2 separate regions of the Anser cygnoides genome follow, and region 1 is linked to region 2. A link is a contact called in public Hi-C data. All regions are on one chromosome and are shown on one strand. The core of a region is the stretch at or near the end of the contact, and the rest is flanking DNA. Distances in the headings are between cores, read along the strand shown. Region 1 overlaps CSTPP1 (centriolar satellite-associated tubulin polyglutamylase complex regulator 1). Region 2 overlaps LRP4 (LDL receptor related protein 4).

Region 1 (2,700 bases), core at 86-2,585, 140 kb before region 2:
CAGGTGCTAAAGCTTCATCCACCCCAGTGTGGCCTGCCTGTACTTCAACACTCAGGAACACACTTGCATTCATTGATCTCCTCTAGTTAATCCATGATGGTAGATGAACCTCTCCTTGATGAAAGTATCAATGTAAAAGTGAGAAGGAAAGCAGAGTCCCAAATCAACCAATTAGCCCAATAATCTGCTCAAATCCCCCGTGTCTATTAGGCCCAGGAATTTGTTTTTTTCTTTTGGTTAAAGCAGTTCTGCCATGATCTCTCCCTTATTACTTCTCCAATGAGATCTATGTGGAAGTTACAGCTTGTTCAAAGTCCTGTATTTCTTCACAGATCCAACATTACAAAGGGTCTCCAGAGACAGAGACTTCACATCTGTGTTCATACCTGTATTTTGATCTGTCACACAAGGACTCTAGGCACTGGTAGAAGAGAGAAGCCTCTACCCCATCGAGTGGGTTGCAGTCATTTGGGGGTTGTCGCTGCCGATGCTGCCCAGAGGATGATGTTGGCACGATCACAGTATTTGGATTCTTACCAGCCAATAGATCTTGATAAATGGCAGCCACACTTTCCAGGAACTCTGAAAAAACAGAAAGCGATTTATAACTCAGGGCTACAGCCAGCTAAGCATCCTCTTGACCTACCAGACCCAGGATTAAATTGTCATTCCCTGCTCTGTGCTGCACATGACACCAACAGGAAATGAATGTAAGCACAATACTAAGGCATCCTGCATATTCAGGTCAGATATTATGCAGGCACAAGCAGCCATTTCCATGTAAGTTGCTGGCTTCTCCCTGTCAGGATGGTTACGAGAGGCCAGCCACTCTGTTCAGACTCTTCTAAAGGGAACAGAGGCTAGCACGTGAATAAAGCAGTGGAGTGTGAAAGCTAATGTCAAACACACAGCTAGTTTGCAAAGTCTCAAAAGTTTTCCTTCTTCATCTGTTACCACCAACTGAGAACTCATCCAAGTTGGGAACAAAATATATGGTACTGCAACAGAAGCAAAGGGAGCAAGTTAGTCAGGGCTCCAGGCTGTATCCCAGCTTGTCTCTGTGCGGCTCCAAAGTAAATATTACATGGGATCTAGAGGAAGGGCCAGGGCAGGTCAGGGCTAGAGTTGGCAGAAAGCCTCTCCCCAGGCTCCTCATACTACCCACTGTTTACTGCAAGAGCCTAATTTTAAACAAGTTTGTTTATGGATGTGGTCAGCAGTTTACAAATCTAGATTCCATTTGGAGTGGTTTGCATGTGTGTGGGTTGGTGGGAGAGCGTATGACAGGCTGCGTGTGTGCGTTGTGCCTGGGTGAGCGCGACAGGGCCGGGATGTCTGAGTGTGTGTACACAAGGGCGTGCTTGTGAGGACTCCAGTGGCATTTATGTCCCCAGTGAATGGAAGTGTGATGATGTGCGTGAGGCGGGTGGAAAGGAAAGGCGGGATGTCAGCGGGCCCTCGGGCTGTGCTGAGGTTTTTCAGCTCAGTGGAAATATTTGTTGTATCAGAGAAAAACTTTCCAAGCACATTTTCTGTCCACAGCTAAAGGCACTGCAAGCCTGGTTCTGCCCAACCCAAAATCACCATTTTAACTGTTTTTCTTTGATGACTTGTCATGGGTAATGTTGTGATATGCACAGGGGAGTTACGGGGGAAGTATACACAGAGAAGTACTAAGAAATAGAGATGTTTGTATTAGGAATAGCAGCTGACTCATAACTGCTGGAAAGATGGGAACTGACAGGTTGGATCAGATCAGCAGGCCACCCAAGGCTACACTCTGACCACAAACTGTGCTCCACCACAGCTTCTAGCCAGCGTCTCCCAGTATCCCTGACCTGCCCCTTTTGCCTGATCAAGGCCAACCAAGAGCTGTGCCCATCAGCAGGAACTGTTAGTGCGAGTGGACAGAATCCCATGAGCTTTTGTTGCCTTCAGAAAGTGCTCTGTGCTGCAAGACGAGTGAGTGACTGCCTCAGCAGTGCCCCATGCTTGGGAGCATATCTAACCTTGATAAGGGAAACGTTTCCCTCTTTTTCCCCACTTAAGCAGTTTCCTGAATGAGTTCCTTTCCTCAACAACATTTTAGGGGGCTAAGACAAACAGGCCAACATATTTTAAAACATCTCCCTGTAGAGAAAAAGCACATGAATGTTCATCCAAGTTTCTCCTCCTTGCCACCTGAACTTTAGTTTAAAAATACCTCAGGATTTTTACAGATGTGTATGTGTGGGTGAGCGTACGTAAAAATATGTATACACAAACTATTAGTATTTGATTTGTACTTTTCCTGTCAATAATCTTAAAAGAAGTACCCCACCTACTTAAAACTCAATCTGAGGGAGGGCGGTAGAATATGATAAATGACCAATAATATGAAAAACATAGATAGGGATTAACTGTTCATTTTCCCTTCCAACTAGTGGCTCTCAATCAAATGAGAGGTGGTTTTTCATGGAACAGGTGGCAGACCCATGCAACTCCTTGCCAAGGAGAGTTGTGGAGGTTAAATGTTGATGTGATTTCAAGGGGAGACTGGAAAAGTCCTCAGGAGAGGAACCCCCTGGGTGTTTCTAAAGCTGTAGAAACTACACGCATTTCAGAAACATTTTGAGCTGAAAACAGCTTGCAGTTGGATGAGTATTAGGGGTAAGAATTATACGAATTTGCCAAGTTCCTTTTTTTTTTTTTTTTTTTTGA
Region 2 (2,700 bases), core at 49-2,548:
GCTCTAGGAGGGGGGGGATCAGGGCCGCCAGCTCCTGAAGGGCAGGGGAGTGGATGCATGGGGGAGTTGTCTTTTATCTCTCCAGATAATGAGAGTTGGCAGCAAGCCAGGGGCTGCAAACATTTCTAAGCTGGGAAAAGGCTCTAAGAGGAAGCCAGCCTCTTTCCCTCGCCTTTACCCCTCTCTCCTTTCTCATTCCCTTGCCTGTTGCTCCATGCAGGCCATGAATAGGCACTGGGGAAGTGAGGAAAGATGTTTCAACCTTGCCTCCTATGGAGGTGGAAGGGCAACCTGAATTCATGCCCCTACTCCTCTGAGTTGAAATGCTTCTCAAATTGTGGCTGGCAGTTTTTTGTAAGGCATTTTAGGTAGGGAACTTCACTAAGAAGCTCACTTTGGCTGCCTCCCTTTCTCTTATCTTTCTCAGTGTGGCTGTCAACTTTTTCTTGTATCCAGTCCTGTTCACTGTTCATCTAAGACAATGTGGAACTAAGCTTTTTTTTTTTTTTTTTTTTTGCGGGGTGGGATGTATAATTGAATCGTGCTACATGAGAATTTAAGTCATCAACTTCGTTTTCTCCTCAGGGAGGCCCAAACACTACTTTCAGGTTCCTTTGGTGAGGCACAGGTTAACACACACTAGTAACTCGCCACTGGATACTGGCTGAACTGGAGCTCTTACTGCGTGCCTGCAGGCTCTGCCACTACTTGAGGTTGGATAGGCAGGCGTAGTTCAGGTCCCTGATTGCCAGCCTTTGTTTTCCCTTTTGCTTGGTGTATTTGTTTTCTGACCTCCTCAGCTGAAAGACTCATGTGCCTGAAACATGCAGTTCATTCTCCGGACAGTATGAGAAGAGGTGTCAGATTCTGTTGTGTGGGACTTAGATTTTTCATCACTTCCCACATAGTGTACTGCTGAACAGAGAACAGTGGGCAAATCCTTGACTGCGAGTTTGTTGGGCTCTGCCTAGGGTCATCTGTCTGCCAGTGCTCCTAACTGATAAGGCACAGTTTGTTTTGGCAATGGCTTGAGAGGAAAGGGAGGGGGGAAAATTCAAAGGTCAGGTGCAGAAGCGGGCACCTCACTGCTTGCTTCCTTTGGTCTTCAAGTGTTTATTTGTGTTAAAATTTTAAAGGAATCATGCTATATTTTAACCTTGTGTTCTGATGTGCCTCAGTCCTTAATATAGAGCTACCCCAAAAGGTAGCTTTGTTTTTACATCTGGCTTTCAAAGGTTTAATAAACATTGCAAACCTTTATAGAGGGCACTAAGACATAGATAGTATCTTGAGCATAAGAGGGAAGGTGACACTCTTGGATCCTTTTTGTTGCTTTCTCATCAACCCCTTTGGTGTTTTTTTTAAAGTGAGTTGACCGCACAGTTTCATTTGTATATAGCTTTAAACTGCCCCTCAGTGAAGCACAAACAGCATTCGAGTTCTTCTCAGCAATACAGGTCGTGCAAAGATATGCAGCAATGGCTAGTAATTTCCAACAATTTTCCATTGAATATTTGCTAGTGTATTATTAGATGGAGAAAGGTTTATTTAAACTGGCTTGTGCCCTTTTACCTTAGGCATTTTTTGTTTGATTCCCTCGTTAGCATCAGATGTTCCAGCTGCCACCTGCAGCTTGGAGGAGTTCCAGTGTGCGTATGGACGTTGCATCTTGGACATCTACCACTGTGATGGCGACGATGACTGTGGGGACTGGTCTGATGAATCTGACTGCTGTAAGTTAGTGCAGGGCGGTATACTGGTCCAAGCTTCTGACCTGCAATCCTAAATGGATTTTGCATTGGCTGGAGAGACAGCTATCTAATTTGTCACACATAAGCTGATTCTTTGATTATTAATTTTTTAACTCAAGACAGTGAGAGTAGTCATGGGGGTCACTGTGTAGTCAGCACATTTCTGCATGCAGGAATTAAGGCAGTTTCCAGGAGGGATCTGTTCAGGACCAAGTTCCACTATAGCGGAGCATAAATGTGGCATTGAGAGATTTCTGGGATGTTCCATAGGTCTGAGTTTGCTGTATATTTATTTATTTATTTTACCTTCCGACAGCATCTCACCAGCCATGTCGCTCTGGGGAGTTCATGTGCAACAGTGGCTTGTGCATTAATGCTGGCTGGAGGTGTGATGGAGACTCCGACTGCGATGACCAGTCAGATGAGAGGAACTGCAGTGAGTGCTGGGGACTGGTGGGAGCATTCTGTTTCTGCGGATGCAAGAGAATATGTGGGAGTGTTACCTTTGAAACAGGTCTCTTTTGATCCTTGTTGCTCACCTAATTTTCTTTTTTTTTCGGTCCCTCAGCTACATCTATGTGCACAGCTGACCAGTTCCGCTGTAAATCAGGGCGCTGTGTCCGTCTCTCCTGGCGCTGTGATGGGGAAGATGACTGCTCTGACAACAGTGATGAGGAGAACTGTGAGAATACAGGTTTGGCCTGCTGCCTTGCTGCTTGTAGCTAACATTTCCATCCTGGAGGAATAGGTAGAGAGGTCTCTTTTGGATAGTTTGAGTTCAGCCTCAACTTACTGTGCTTCCCAGAGTATGAGATCTGTAAACTGTCTTCTACACTTGCAAACACATGCAGGTCTGTGTGCTTAAACTAACCTAAGTAGTGGTGTTTTCTGGTCAGGTATCAGATCCTTTTATTTTCCTATCCTGCCCATACTCTGTGAATTACAACAA

The links. A called contact is a pair of places that touch in the nucleus more often than the background predicts.
Region 1: a Hi-C map of fetal liver shows a contact between it and region 2, with 2.2 times the contacts expected there. The contact joins two enhancer-like sites. A contact is called at or near these places in 5 of 7 Hi-C or Micro-C datasets (fetal liver, granulosa cells and liver).

What each region holds. Positions count from the first base shown.
Region 1 is chr5:34,840,281-34,842,980 of Taihu_goose_T2T_genome, reverse strand. It overlaps CSTPP1 (centriolar satellite-associated tubulin polyglutamylase complex regulator 1), which reads right to left. Exons shown (of 10, transcript XM_066998774.1): 6 at 387-582. Among named protein-coding and RNA genes, the nearest start is that of ARFGAP2, 17 kb to the left of the region's middle. Within about 2 kb of position 1,335, at least 2 of the 3 cell types and tissues checked have open chromatin away from gene starts, as enhancers often do. A contact at or near this core is called in fetal liver and liver, where this site is marked.
Region 2 is chr5:34,704,394-34,707,093 of Taihu_goose_T2T_genome, reverse strand. It overlaps LRP4 (LDL receptor related protein 4), which reads left to right. Exons shown (of 40, transcript XM_066998732.1): 8 at 1,605-1,733; 9 at 2,068-2,187; 10 at 2,320-2,445. Among named protein-coding and RNA genes, the nearest start is that of CKAP5, 27 kb to the right of the region's middle. Within about 2 kb of position 1,298, at least 2 of the 3 cell types and tissues checked have open chromatin away from gene starts, as enhancers often do. A contact at or near this core is called in fetal liver and liver, where this site is marked.